Regions from separate parts of the Mus musculus genome. Here regions 1, 2 and 3 are each linked to region 4. The links are chromatin contacts, called in public promoter capture Hi-C maps. All regions are on one chromosome and are shown on one strand. The core of a region is the stretch at or near the end of the contact, and the rest is flanking DNA. Distances in the headings are between cores, read along the strand shown.

What was found. Promoter capture Hi-C pulls out the DNA fragments that hold promoters and counts their contacts.
Region 1: a promoter capture Hi-C map of hippocampal neurons shows a contact between it and region 4, with 5 times the contacts expected there. The contact joins the promoter of Med13l here to the promoter of Tpcn1 in region 4. A contact is called at or near these places in 3 of 39 promoter capture datasets (hippocampal neurons, liver and pre-B cells), 1 of 484 Hi-C or Micro-C datasets (B cells) and 1 of 115 datasets of contacts at active chromatin or transcription factors (large pre-B cells).
Region 2: a promoter capture Hi-C map of liver shows a contact between it and region 4, with 4 times the contacts expected there. The contact joins the promoter of Fbxo21 here to the promoter of Tpcn1 in region 4. A contact is called at or near these places in 3 of 39 promoter capture datasets (the 3T3-L1 cell line, hippocampal neurons and liver).
Region 3: a promoter capture Hi-C map of pre-B cells shows a contact between it and region 4, with 9 times the contacts expected there. The contact joins the promoter of Spring1 here to the promoter of Tpcn1 in region 4. A contact is called at or near these places in 4 of 39 promoter capture datasets (hippocampal neurons, liver, pre-B cells and 1 more), 1 of 484 Hi-C or Micro-C datasets (B cells), 1 of 115 datasets of contacts at active chromatin or transcription factors (large pre-B cells) and 1 of 9 other capture datasets (liver).

Annotation. Positions count from the first base shown.
Region 1 is chr5:118,558,944-118,562,022 of GRCm38.p6, forward strand. Med13l (mediator complex subunit 13-like) reads left to right here and starts at 1,776. Exons shown (of 31, transcript NM_172424.4): 1 at 1,776-1,914. The coding sequence starts at 1,843.
Region 2 is chr5:117,974,965-117,978,101 of GRCm38.p6, forward strand. Fbxo21 (F-box protein 21) reads left to right here and starts at 1,806. Exons shown (of 12, transcript NM_001346588.1): 1 at 1,806-2,075; 2 at 2,894-3,029. The coding sequence starts at 1,837.
Region 3 is chr5:118,243,976-118,247,060 of GRCm38.p6, forward strand. Spring1 (SREBF pathway regulator in golgi 1) reads left to right here and starts at 1,252. Exons shown (of 5, transcript NM_001081236.1): 1 at 1,252-1,483. The coding sequence starts at 1,373. Rnft2 (ring finger protein, transmembrane 2) reads right to left here and starts at 1,050. Exons shown (of 11, transcript NM_001109902.1): 1 at 997-1,050.
Region 4 is chr5:120,586,936-120,590,309 of GRCm38.p6, forward strand. Tpcn1 (two pore channel 1) reads right to left here and starts at 1,678. Exons shown (of 28, transcript NM_145853.2): 1 at 1,568-1,678. Iqcd (IQ motif containing D) reads left to right here and starts at 2,088. Exons shown (of 5, transcript NM_029408.2): 1 at 2,088-2,159.

The sequences.
Region 1 (3,079 bases), core at 526-3,025, 2.0 Mb before region 4:
TACCACATGTGTGCATAAAGTGTCGGGCAACTCCCCCTTGTAACCCTTCCCCCAATAGCATCTTAACGGAAATGTGTGACCTTGGCTTGAGGTCAGCAGGTCAGCAATTAGGATTTGCTTTGGACAGATTAGAAAATGAGGCATAGTTAAACTTTGCTGGGCAGGGTCACAGCTAGGTGTAGCAGAGCCAGCTCCTGGCATCCTCTCCAGAGCCTCCTGAATTCAGATAGTTCAGGAGTTGAGCCACTCAGTAACTGGGACCTTGGGGATGCTATTGCACCCCGATTCTGAGGACTCTGTGAAATGACCTATGTGTTCGGGCCACCTTCATTCCAGGGTTTAAGGTTTGTGGTAGTCTCAAAACTCCATTCATATGTCAGATTTGTGCCCGCTTTATTTTGCTTCCACCGCTCTTTCCAGCGTTTTACTCTTCCTTTGTTTCTTGGAGACAGTGTGTAGACCAGGCTGGCCTGGAACTCATAGAGATACGCCTGCCTAATTCTACCTCTTTCCAAGTCAACTTTCTCCCTTTCTCTATTTCCACGACGAAAAGTCCTGGAAGGCAGTCTCCGGCATCAGCACTTCTCCCAGTCCCATTACTCTCTGAAGAAGGGATGCTGGTTATTATTGACCGCTTGGAGCTGGAGGAAGGGCCTGCTCCCCTCCACATAGCCCAGTGTGAATGTGGCACCTAAGAGCGCTGGGATCATCTATGTAAGGAATGCCTGCGTGCACGCACAGAGTGGGCGCCAAGGGCTCCAGCAGCCGGGATGCTTTAGGAGCTCAGCGCTCGGGAGGCAGTGAGTCCCGAGCCCTGGCTTCCCGATGCCTGGGTTCGAATCCCGCGACCCCGGGCAAGCACCTCGCTCGCTGCCTTTGTGTCTCTTTGAGTCCTACTCCTCCGCCCGGTGCGCTGCGGCAGGCAGGCCGGCGGGCGGTCGCGCGCGAGGTTTCGAGGAGGAGACACTCCTCGGCTCGCTCGGCCAGGCCGGGCCGGCCCACGCCGCTCCTCGGGGACCCGAGATGCTCCCCCAGGGGGGCTCGGAGGCCGCTCCGGGGAAGCCGCGGCCCTCTTCGGCCCGCGCCCGACGCGCGCCCGCGCCCAGGGCGGGGCGTCCACGCAGCCCCGGCGTCCCACGGCCGCCCGCACCTCTTTCTCTTCCCTCCCTGGCTCCGTCACCCCGCTCCGAGAGGGCCGCGCTCGCTCGGCTCAGCAGCGCCTCCCGCGAGCCACCACCGCCGCCGCCGCCGCCGCCGCCGCGGCCCCTCCCCCGCCCCCCGCGCGGCCGGCGCCCGTCACGTGACGCGCCGCAGCCAATGGCGGGCCGAGCCGCGGTCGGCGGCCGCCATTGCTGTCAGAGCGAGCGAGCCCGGGGAGGGAGGAGAAGCGCGGCCGACTGGGGAGGAGGGGGGGGGTGGGGAGGAAGAGGAAGGAGGGGACGGCGCTCGGCTGCCGGGGTCGCCCGCTGGCTTCGTCCGCACCCCCCCCTTCGCGGGCTCGCGCAGCGGCGGCGGCGGCGGCGGCGGCTCGGGGCGGCTGCGGGGCTCGCGTGCCTCCCGCGCCGGCGCGGCCGAGGGCGAGTCGCCCGCCGGCTTGGAGATAAACAAGGCGGCCGACGAGGCGGCGAGGCGGAGGCGGAGGCGGCGGCCCTGCGCGACAGAGGCGGGCGGCGTTGCCGGCCCGCGCCCCCCGCCGCCGCCGTCGTCGCCGTCGTCGCCACCGCCGCCCTCGGGCCTCCCGCGCGGGCCTCGCGCCCCTGGTGCCCGGGAGCCGCCGCCGCCGCCGCCCGGCCCGGCCCGCTCCGACATGCCCCGCTCTGGCGGCCGGGCTCGCGGAGGACCATGACCGCCGCGGCGAACTGGGTAGCGAACGGGGCGAGCCTGGAGGATTGTCACTCCAACCTCTTCTCGCTGGTGAGTGGCGGGGCGGGGGGGAGCCCGGGTTGGGGGGCGCGACCTCCCCGCCGCGCAACTTTCTCCTCCCGGAGCCCTGGCGGCGTCGGCGAGCGCGGCGCCCGGCGTGGACGTGCGTGGGGAAGTCGGGGCGCTGCGGACGCCGGGGCGCGCTCGGAGCGCCCACCTCCGTGGCAATCACACCCCCTCCCCTCCCCTTCCCCCCTTATTTTCTTTTTTTTTCTTTTTTCTCCTCCTTCCCCGAAATGTGGAAGGCTTTTCTGCCTTGTGCAGCCGCCGGCGCGGGTGAGCTGCAGGCTCGTCCTCTCTCTCTCTCTCTCTCCCGATCGGATCGGCTGCTCTCCCACTCGCCGGCGTCTGCCTTCTGATTTTTTCTTTCTCTCTTCCTCTGTTTCTCCGTTTTTTTCCCTTTTTTTTCCTTTTAATATTTCCACAATGACACCTGCGATTTCGCCCGAAAACAGTTGATGGAAGGCGATGGTGTCAGGGAAAAGGACTCTGGCAGCCGGAGCTCGCTCGCGCCGTTGTAAACACGGACAGCCGCCCGCCTCTCGGGGTTTACTACGCCGGAGAGCGGGAGAGCCATTGCTCGGAGCCCACGGAAGGTGGAGGAAGCTGCTGCTCCTCGCTCTCCTCCGCTGCCTTTAAAAACTGTTTTCTCTGCTTTAACAAGGAACACACACACACACACACACACACACACACGAGCAACAAGCTGGGCGGTTTGATAACATCGCTTTTATCTGCCTTCGCCTCTCCTCTCTCCCGCTCTCGCCTCTGATAATTGACAACTTTTGCTTTGGAAGTGCATCGCCTGCCTTAATCTCGAACCATTTAGGGTGTCAATTGTTCTTCTGGAAGCCTGGCACCGGGCGACGGCGGCTCGATTCGTCGAAATTAAAAATGTATAGAGCTCCAGCAACTCTTTCCTGGCGGTGGCAGTGACATTTGGTGGTAAATGCCATCTTTGCTTTTTATTGGGTCGTATTACCTAGCTCTGAAAACATTCGCGTTGTTAAACCCGGCGCTTACGCTGATAATGGGAGTGCATGGTCTTTAAATACGCGCTTTGTGCCTGAGTTACTGTGTGTGTGTAGCTATGTGCCCGGGAGAGTACGAATTTGTTTAAATATTGAGCAAAGATTTGTAAACAGATGTAAGGCAA
Region 2 (3,137 bases), core at 556-3,055, 2.6 Mb before region 4:
AAAATAAACCCACCTCAGCCTCAGAACTGGCTGGGGTCATGCTACAATGTTGTCTGTCCTTTTTCTTTTTAATCCTCACTCCTTCGCTGGAGAACCTGTTGACGGACTGAGCTGGCTTGGTCACGTGAGCACACAAAATAAATTAAAATGTAAATAAAAGCTCATCTAAAGATGAGACCCAAGCGAGATTCTCCTCTGACCTTCAATCACACGCACACACATATGCACACACATGCAGGCATACGTGCTCTCATTTACACACACATACACACACATATACACACATGTGCACACACATGCATTAAGAAAATAAAGCAGCCGGGCGGTGGTGGCGAATGCCTTTAATCCCAGCACTTGGGAGGCAGAGGCAGGTGGATTTCTGAGTTCGAGACCAGCCTGGTCTACCAAGTGAGTTTCAGGACAGCCAGAGCATATGGTAATTGTTGTATTGCCAGAGAGGGCATATATGTCCCCCAAATCATGAAGGATTGTTGAGTGGAAGACAATTAAAAGCAGACACCATGAACACCTCTAAAATCACACTCAGCATTTTGGGAGGCAGAGTCAAAGGGATCAGCGGCTTGAAGGAGCCCAGTCACACAGAGGAGAGCTCCCCACGATACTTCGACCTGCTTCAAATCAGGACATAGATTCAGGGGTTACTACTATTCTCCACACCATCATAGAGCTAGAAATAGGGGTCCCCAAAAACAAATAGTATGCTTGCCTCAGTACCCAGTGGAGAGTGAGTCACCCGTGGAGAAGGCCAAATCACTTCCAGGAAGTGCTTGGTATAAGATAGCCATTTTCAACAGCTTAATTTTGGGACTATGGCATGGCTGTAAAGTGCATGGCTAACCGGCACCAAGCCCTGGGTTTCACCCCCGCACTACCACCTCTGAAGTACATCTTGGTGGTGTATGCCTTTAATACAAGCTATGGGAGGTAAAGGCAGGGGGGCCAGAAACTCAAGGTCCTTCTCCAATACATAATTCAAGACCAGAGTGGACTACATCAGACTCTGTCTCAAATTGCTTTTGAGATCGGATCTTAATATAGATAGCCCAACTTTTGATCTGCGTGCCTCGGTCTCCTGAGAGCTGGGAATTAGGAAGTAAGCCACCATAGTCATTTTTAACTTTTAGTTATTGTCTATGTGGACTCATGTCCCATCGAGAAGGTGAAGGCCAAAGGGCAATTTTGTTTTGTTTTGTTTTGTTTTTCGAGACAGGGTTTCTCTGTGTAGCCCTGGCTGTCCTGAAACTCACTCTGTAGACCAGGCTGGCCTCGAACTTGGAAACCCACCTGCTTCTGCCTCCCAAGTGCTGGGATTAAAGGCGTGCGCCACCACTGCCCGGGCAACCTCGATATATTTATTTTCGAGACAGGGTTTCTCTGTGTATCTCTGGCTGTCATGGAACTCGCTCTATAGCTGAGGCTAGCCTCGAACTCTGAGATCTGCCTACTTCCACCTCCTAAATGCGGAGATCAAAGGTGCCACCGCCTCCCCGAATTTGCGTGTCATCCTAGGCGCAGCATCCATGCAAATCTCTGCATCGTTCCAGTTTTAGTATCTGCGCTGCCGAAGACGAGCACCCAGCTATCATTTTTAAAAATGCCCCTGGGAGAATCAGGACGCGAAAGGACCATTTATCTCTGCAGCAGCAGCCAGCTCTCGCCTCTGGCTCTTCCCAGTCCTCCAAGCGGAGTGGGCGGGACCCCCTGGCGTGGGCGGGGCGTTCCCAGCCACTCCCCCTGAGGGCGTGGTACGGCTTCTTAGGCTCCTATCGCGCGCGCGCCCGCCCGCACAGCGGCCCCCTCAGGTACGCGGACAAGATGGCGTCGGTAGCGGGGGACAGCGCTATGGAGGTGGTGCCGGCGCTGGCCGAGGAGGCCGCGGCTGAGGCGACGGGCCCCAGCTGCCTGGTGCAGCTGCCGGGCGAGGTGCTGGAGTACATCCTGTGCAGCGGCTCGCTCACGGCGCTGGACATCGGCCGCGTGTCCAGCACCTGCCGCCGCCTGCGCGAGGTGTGCCAGAGCAGCGGGCAGGTGTGGAAGGAGCAGTTCCGGGTGAGGTGAGCGAGCATCCCGTTCCCGGGACCCGCAGAGCCCCTCGGCGCCGGGCCTCGCGTGGGGCCCCACCCCGCCACCCTCCGGGCCTCCGGGCCGCGCGCCGCCCTCTTCCCGCGGCCGCAGACAAAGGCCTGCCTGCAGCCCGGGGGGCCCCCTCCGGAGCTCCGATGGGGTCGCGGCAGCCGCCCGAGGCCGGGGCCTCCGGAGCGCTCCGCCCCGGGGGGCTGCGGCCTTCACGCGCCTCCCGGCTGCAGGAGGAGGCGCATCTTTTGTGGCCGCTGCAGGATGTTGACGTGCAGGCAAAGCAGCGGTGCGTGCATTCCTGGCTAGCTCCTTAGGATGCCGGCATCGGACCTGCCAGTCCAGCTCGTGACCTTGGGGGTGGAGGGGGTGATGTCGGTCCACCTCCCTTCTCCAGAGCCTGGGTCTCCTGGTCGGTGATGAGACCCCCCCTCCTTTTTTTTTTTTTCCCATTATGGGGAATCAAATAAGATGAGGCCCGGGTTTGCAGGGCCTGATGCTGAGGGAGGCGCGCCATCCACGAGAACCGTTAGCATCACTGTGATTGTGGCCAGCGCAGAGATTGGGGGGCGGAGGGGGGGCGGCGGCTACTGGTGGTAGAAACGCTGCCTTTCGTGTCGCCACGCCAAGGTCACTGCATCTGAGTAGTGAGGGAATGCATTGCATACGCTATGATTATTGCAACTAGAGCCTCTGCCAAGTCCACCCCCCCCCCCTTGCCCGCAGACTCCTCCGTGGTTTTTTGCAGTCTCTGCGGAGCTGAGAAAGGGTGTTTTCTCTCCCCCCCCCCCCCTTATAGGTGGCCCTCCCTGATGAAGCACTACAGCCCCACCGACTACGTCAATTGGTTAGAGGAATATAAAGTTCGGCAGAAAGCTGGGTTAGAAGCCCGGAAGATTGTAGCTTCCTTCTCCAAGCGGTTCTTTTCAGAGCACGTAAGCATCAGGCTTGGTCATGCTCTGTGTGTGTGTGTGTGTGTGTGTGTGTGTGTGTGTATGTGTGTTCGTGCGCGCACGCGCTCGTTCGTGTGTGCCTGCCATAGC
Region 3 (3,085 bases), core at 2-2,501, 2.3 Mb before region 4:
CGTCTCTGTAGAGATTAGATCACCTTGATTTTCCCCAGCGACAGATCCGCACACACCTCGTCCTACCTCCCGCACCAATAGAAAGCCAAGAAAGAAGGGCAAGGCTTGGAGAGAGACTCCATATGGCTACTGCTCCTGCAGAAGATCTAAGTCCAGTTCCCAGCACCCACAAGGGTGGCTCACAACTACCTGTACCTCCAGCTGTAAGTGATCTGACTCCCTCTACTGACCTCGGAGGGCACCTGCACTCCCATGGGCAAACCCACTCTAACATATAATTAAAAAATAAATACATACATAAATAAAATCTTTAAAGAAATAAAGAATATGCTTCCATGAACAGGCTCAGTTTCCCGGCATATTTTCCCTACAGAGAAAGATCCATCTCTTAGCCCAGGCCAACACAAATGGGTGCGGAATTAATTAATTCTGCACAGCCTTCTCGGCTGCAGCTAGCTAGGAAGCCACAGGCTAAGGTGCCTGCCTTTTCTGCAAGATTAAATTAGCTAGGAAAAGACTCCTTGGTATCATCGTCATATTCAGGCAAGCCCTCTATCACCTAGCTACACTCTCAACCAGGCCGTTTTATAAAGAAAGAAACTGTCATCCATCAGGTAACATGTCTCAAGAATTTGCAATCTGGCTTGATACTCCGGGTGGCCCCACTACTCCTTATCCTCGGGGAAACTAAAACACGGTATCCCCAAGTTTCCACCTACAAGCTTTGAGAAAACGTCATAAATTAAATGCCCACGATTCTGTGGCAAACGGGCGGTACAAGTAGGCTCGTATTGACTCCTGGAGCCCACAGGATGCTACAGAATGAATGAATGGACCATCTCCGTCCCACACACCCTGGTCCTCCCTAGGAGGCTGCACGGTCCCCTACAGGACGCTTGGGCGCGAGCGGCGTCCCCAGACCGGACGGCGAAGCGCCTTTGCCGCCAGGCTCGCGGGGTCACAGGGTAGCAGCGGCCGAGCATAGCCTTCATTTACCTGCCAGACACTGCAGCAATCACGGCCTCTGCTAATCCAGCCTAGCCAATCCCTGGCGTGGCCAGGGCGCCACGTGACTTCCGGCCGGCAGTGCCACCGAGAACGCGATCGGCGCTAGGACCCTCGCACAGGGAGGCCTGCCTCTAGTCCGAGAAGGTCCGCCCCTGCCGTCACATTCAGCCAATGGAGAGCCGAGGCTCCGGCAGAACCAATGGCGAGGAGGCATGGAGGGGCCTGGCGTTGGCGTCACTAGGTGGGGCGGGGCGTGCGGCGGATCACGTGGCCGGCGCGTTGGCTGCGGGAAGGTAAAGCAGTGCTGGAAGCGGATTGCAGGGGTCATGCCGTGGGGTCGTCTCTGCGCCTGCGCCCTACCGGGATGCTGAACCTGGCGGCGCTGCTGTGGCGCCGGCTCCTGCGCAAGCGCTGGGTGCTCGCCCTGGTTTTCGGCCTCTCGCTAGTTTACTTCCTCAGCAGCACCTTCAAGCAGGTAAGCGACTTCTCTCAGGACCTCCGTCCTTCCGATCCTGCTTCCTCCCTCAAATACTATGTCCTTCTCCCCATCGTTCTTCTAATCCTCCTCCTGAGCACTCCTCCCTCTGATCTAAAATCCTCCTTCAGCCCTTCTCCCTCCGTTGCGTTGTCCTCTGCCCTTCTCCTTTCCCCTCCCTAGCTCCCTCCGTCCTCCACTCCTCCTCCTCCCTCGAATTCTCTGCCTCCCCATCCTCTGTTCTCCTCTGCCCTCCAACTTCTTACCTCTCACCCTCTGTTCTTTTCCAACCCCTCCTCCTCGATCCTCACAGTTCCTCCCTCCCTTGATCCTCTGTCCTCTGATGCTCCTCTCTCCTGTCCTCCACCTTGTAGTCCTCCTGATATGCAGCCATTCAGTCCTCCCTCTGAGCCTCTGAGCCTCTTCCTTTCAGTCCCTGGATCATCCATTGGTCCTCCCTTCAGCTCTCTAGTCCTCAACCCTCTAGTCCTCCTCCCTCCGATTGTGTGATCCTCCTCCTGTCCTCCTGTGAATCGAAGGCCGCTAAGGGAGGCGTCCCACTGCAGGTCTTTGTACCGCCCCTCTTCCGTGCGGGATCTGGCTGGTAGGCCAGGCAGAATGGGGTCCTCAGACCTGTGCACCCTCCTCTGTCGCGTTCCCTGCTCCGCACAGCCCCAGGCTTCTTGATGGGCAGGAGGTAGAGATGGCTAGACCAGGAAGTGGCCAAGGGCTCTCTGTGCCTGTTCACCTGGGTGACCCAACAGGCTCCCTTTTGGGGCACAACTTGGTTGGGTAGATTTTTATTTTTTATTTTTTTATTTTTAATTTCTCAACCTCCCTTTCCCGTTTTTGTCCTGGTAGAGAGTTCCTAGAGACCTGGCATCCCACTGTAGTAGGAACCAGTTCCCAGCATTTGCCTAGAAACCACACTTGACTGAGTTGCATTTTGTAGGTCACCTGCCCCTCCGCCTTTCCTGCTCCTGTGCACCCTTTGATCCTGTTTTGCTGTTCTTACGAATATAGTTCTCTGGTTTTCTGTATCACAGTCCGTCTTTTGAATGGTTGCGCTTTTGCACAGTCACTCCTGGGGGGGGGGGGGGGCGTGTCTTACTCTCTTGCCCAGATTTGACCTTGTAATCCTGTCTGGCTTTTCCACATTCTGATAATTGTCTCCATTGGCTTTTCCACATTCTGATAATTGTCTCCATTGCACCCACCTGGAACAGAACTCTTGCCTTTCTTCTGCCAGATTTATACCTCTCCAGTCCTCAGCATCTCACTAAGTGACGTATGTCATCACTGTTGACACAGTTAGGCTGTTCATTTCTTCCTGTCACTTCAGGCCCCAAAACTCTGGCTCTACAGTGCCCTATTAGGAGGTGTGACCTTGTTGGAGTAGGTGTGTCACTGTGGATGTGGGCTTAAGACCCTCACCCTAGCTGCCTGGGAGTCAGTCTTCCACTAGCAGCCTTCAGATGGAGATGTAGAACTCTCAGCTCTGCCTGCATCATGCCTGTCTGGATGCTGCCATGTTCCTGCCTTGATGATAACGGACTGAACCTCTGAACCTGTAAGCCAGCCCATTTAAATGTAGTCCTTATA
Region 4 (3,374 bases), core at 428-2,927:
CAGGACAACTGGGCAATGTCTGCCCCCTTTCCAGGAACGATGGATGGGAACATCACCAGGCAGAGACAGCCTGTCTCTCTTAACAGAGGCGGTGGCGGCAGCGGAGATAAACACCACTTTCTGCAGCAGCCTGCTAAGCCTGAAAGACTCTGCCTGGCAAAGTTCCTGCAAGTGGGGGGTGGGGAGGGGGTTGTTCGTTTGTGTTTTTTGTTTTCCTTTTCCAGATTTGAGAATTTATTTTGCTTGGAAATCTCAACAAGGGGAGACAGAAGAGGAACTCCCACAAGATACCCGTCATTTGGCTGCCTAAAGAACTGCAGTGTGTTTTGAATTTTGGCTTAACTCTCTCCTCCCCCAGTGCCTTGCATAGACTAGGCTCACACTTCTAACGCACTCCACAGCAGAGGGATTACAAGGATGTACTTTGAGGCCATGAGGAGGAGGCTCTAACAGTGTGTTCTCGCTATTCACTTGGAAGGCAAGAAGCTCTCCCAACGCATGACAACAGGTTTCTAATGTTCGTCACTAGCATCCTAGGGAGATCCTCCCAGTGGGTTTTACATTTTAACAGCGGGATGCATGACTCCATTCTAACATGCCTGGTCTCACCTCAATGGCTCTCGCCTGGAGTGACTTTGTCCCCACTGTCTAGAAATATTTCCAGCATCACAACTTGGGATTGATTGCGAGGGAGTCCAGAGAGGCTACTGAACATCTACAGTACACAGCTGTAGACCCCACCCACAGGAAACAACCTCCTGGCTCCGACTCAACGGCTCTGCCCTCAGTTGGTTAGCGCCCACTTGATACATGAGGCAGCTTAGCGTGGCCTCTCCCAAGTAAAGAGCCACAAGTAGTCATGGAACGCAGGGGACACTGCCCACTTCAGCGCAGCCCCACCAACTATTCCTAGAAACTGCACTCCACTTAGGCGAAATCCACCAACCGCTTTCTTGTTTTTTGTCTTTGGTGGTAGGGATATCCCTATGGAGCTTTGAAGCTTTGAAGTTGCCATTCTCCTGCCTTTGCCTCCTGAAGAGCCTATGACTTTTCAAAGAGAAAGAAACGGGGCCCAGAGAGGGTAAGTAAACTGTCCAAGGTCACACAGCAGACTCGGAGCTCCTAAGGTCCAGCCCTTTGGCAGACCTTGGTTCTCTCTCTAGCGGAGACCCAGCGAGTCACCCCTGGGGTAAGGTCACCCCTGGAAGAAGGTCCCGGAATCAGATAGCTAGCTGCCATCCTGCGATCTGTCCCCTGAGGCAGACTGACCCAGGCAGGAGTCCCCGGCCAGGTCACAAGAGGACACAGCAGGGAGGTGAGCAGGGAGGAAGGGTCGCTCGGGGGCTCTAGCTCCCCACGATCCCCATCGCGATCCGGGTCGCCCCAGGAAGTCAGGCCAAAGAAAAGGGGTGCAGAGAGAAGGGGATCCGCAAGGAGAGAGCATGCCGGCCACCTCCCAGGGCCCCGCCTCGGGCTTCTGGAGCACTCAGCCCCAGCCCCTTCTCTGCACCTTCTGACCCCTGACCCTTGCCCTCGGGCCAAGATCGCGCACCCCTCGGATCCTTACACGCGCCGTCCCGGGATCCCGCACTGTGCACTGGGTCTGCACAGCGTAGCTCAGCCCGCAGTTGCCGCCGCCAATATCCCCAGCGCGGAGCCTCAGCAGCCGCCACCGCCGCCTCACCGCTGCCACAGCGGCAGCTGCGCCAGCCTTCGCATCCGCCGACTCCTGTCACTCAGCCCCGAAAGCCCCGCCCACGGCCCTAGGCCACAGCCTACTGGCCATCAGAGGGGTCGCAATGAAATTTGACAGGGTAGACTACACGTCACTCAGCGTTCTCACAGCCCTCCTCCCAAAGGGAGGGCGGGGCGAGGAAGCAACACCCCTTTCCTCCCCACCCCACCCCCACCCCCGCCTCACTCGCGCAACCAACAGGAATCCTGCGTCTTTCCATTGGCGAAACGTCAGAGAGGCGGGGATTTTGATTGGCCATCTTTCAGGAGGCGGAGCCAACGCAACCCGATTCGAAGTTAAATGGTGAAAAAGAATGTCAGTCAAACTCAAAGTCCCGCCTTCTAAGAGTGGCTCGTAACCTAGCAACATAAGGGCCGCCGAGTTGCTTAACTGTGGGCCAAGAAACTTGCATCTTGAGGAGCTGGTGAGTGACAGCGGGGAAGCCCCAGGCTGCAGGCTGTGTGCACCTAGTAGGCACGCCGTCCAGTGATTTCTCCCCTCCAGGCGTCCGCGCCCCACTTGCCATCCCGTCCAGCTCCAGGTCCTCACTCCCTTGCCCAACCTCCATCCTGTCCTCCTCTAGGCCTCCTGCAAGCACCATCAAGTATCCTCTTCTGATAGTCTTGCTTCCTGTCTGGTCCACCTGCCATTTCATAGTCCCTCTCCTCATCTCTTACTGATACCATTTGTGAAGTTCACATCGAGTGAACTTAGTTCAAGTAATTGGATGGGTTGGTTTGTTTTGGTGCCCACTGTCCGCACTATGTTCAGAGGTCAGCTTGCTGGGTGCGTGACCCCCTTCAGTGTATGCTTAAAATAAGGATTTGTTGTTTGTTTTGATTTTGGAACAAGGTCTCACTATGTAGTCTCGAACTCACTCTGTAGACCAGGCTAGCCTCAGACTCACAGAGATCCACCAGTCTTTGCCTTTGAGTACTGGGATTAAAAGCATGTGCCACCACCCTTGGTCTAATTAGGTTTTTTCCCCTTTAATTGTTAAAGTTTTATTATCATTATTAATATTATTATCACTATGTCTGCGTTGGTGGGGTATGTGAATGTGAATACAGACAAAGGGTTTTGGATCCTCTGGAGCTAAAATTAATTACGGGTGGGCAGTTGTGAGCCACCTGTCATAGGTGCAGGGGACTAAACTCTAGTCCTTTCAAAAAGCCGTACACGCTCTTTTAAAATAACGTAAAGCTTTATTTATTTTTACTTTATATGTATCTGTGGGTGCCTACGTGTATGTGAGTGCACAAGGTATGTTCACAACGTGTGTGTGCTGTGACTGCCAGGCTAATTGCAGTGATCCCCGCCACGACTTATTCTACCCTAACTCCCTCTGTCTAAGCATTTCCTAGGACATTCTCTTGGCTCATACAACGAATAATTCACATATTTAACATGGGCTTATTGAGTGCTTAGTGTGTGTCTTAGTTAGGTTTTGACTGCTCGCTTTACACCTTGACCAAGGCAACTCTTGTAAGGACAACATTTATTTGGGGCTGGCTCACAGGTTCAGAGGTTCAGTCCATTATCATCAAGGTGGGAGCATGGCAGCATCCAGGCAGGCATGGTGCAGGACGAACTGAGAATTCTACATCTTCATCTGAAGGCTGCTAGCGGAAGACTGACT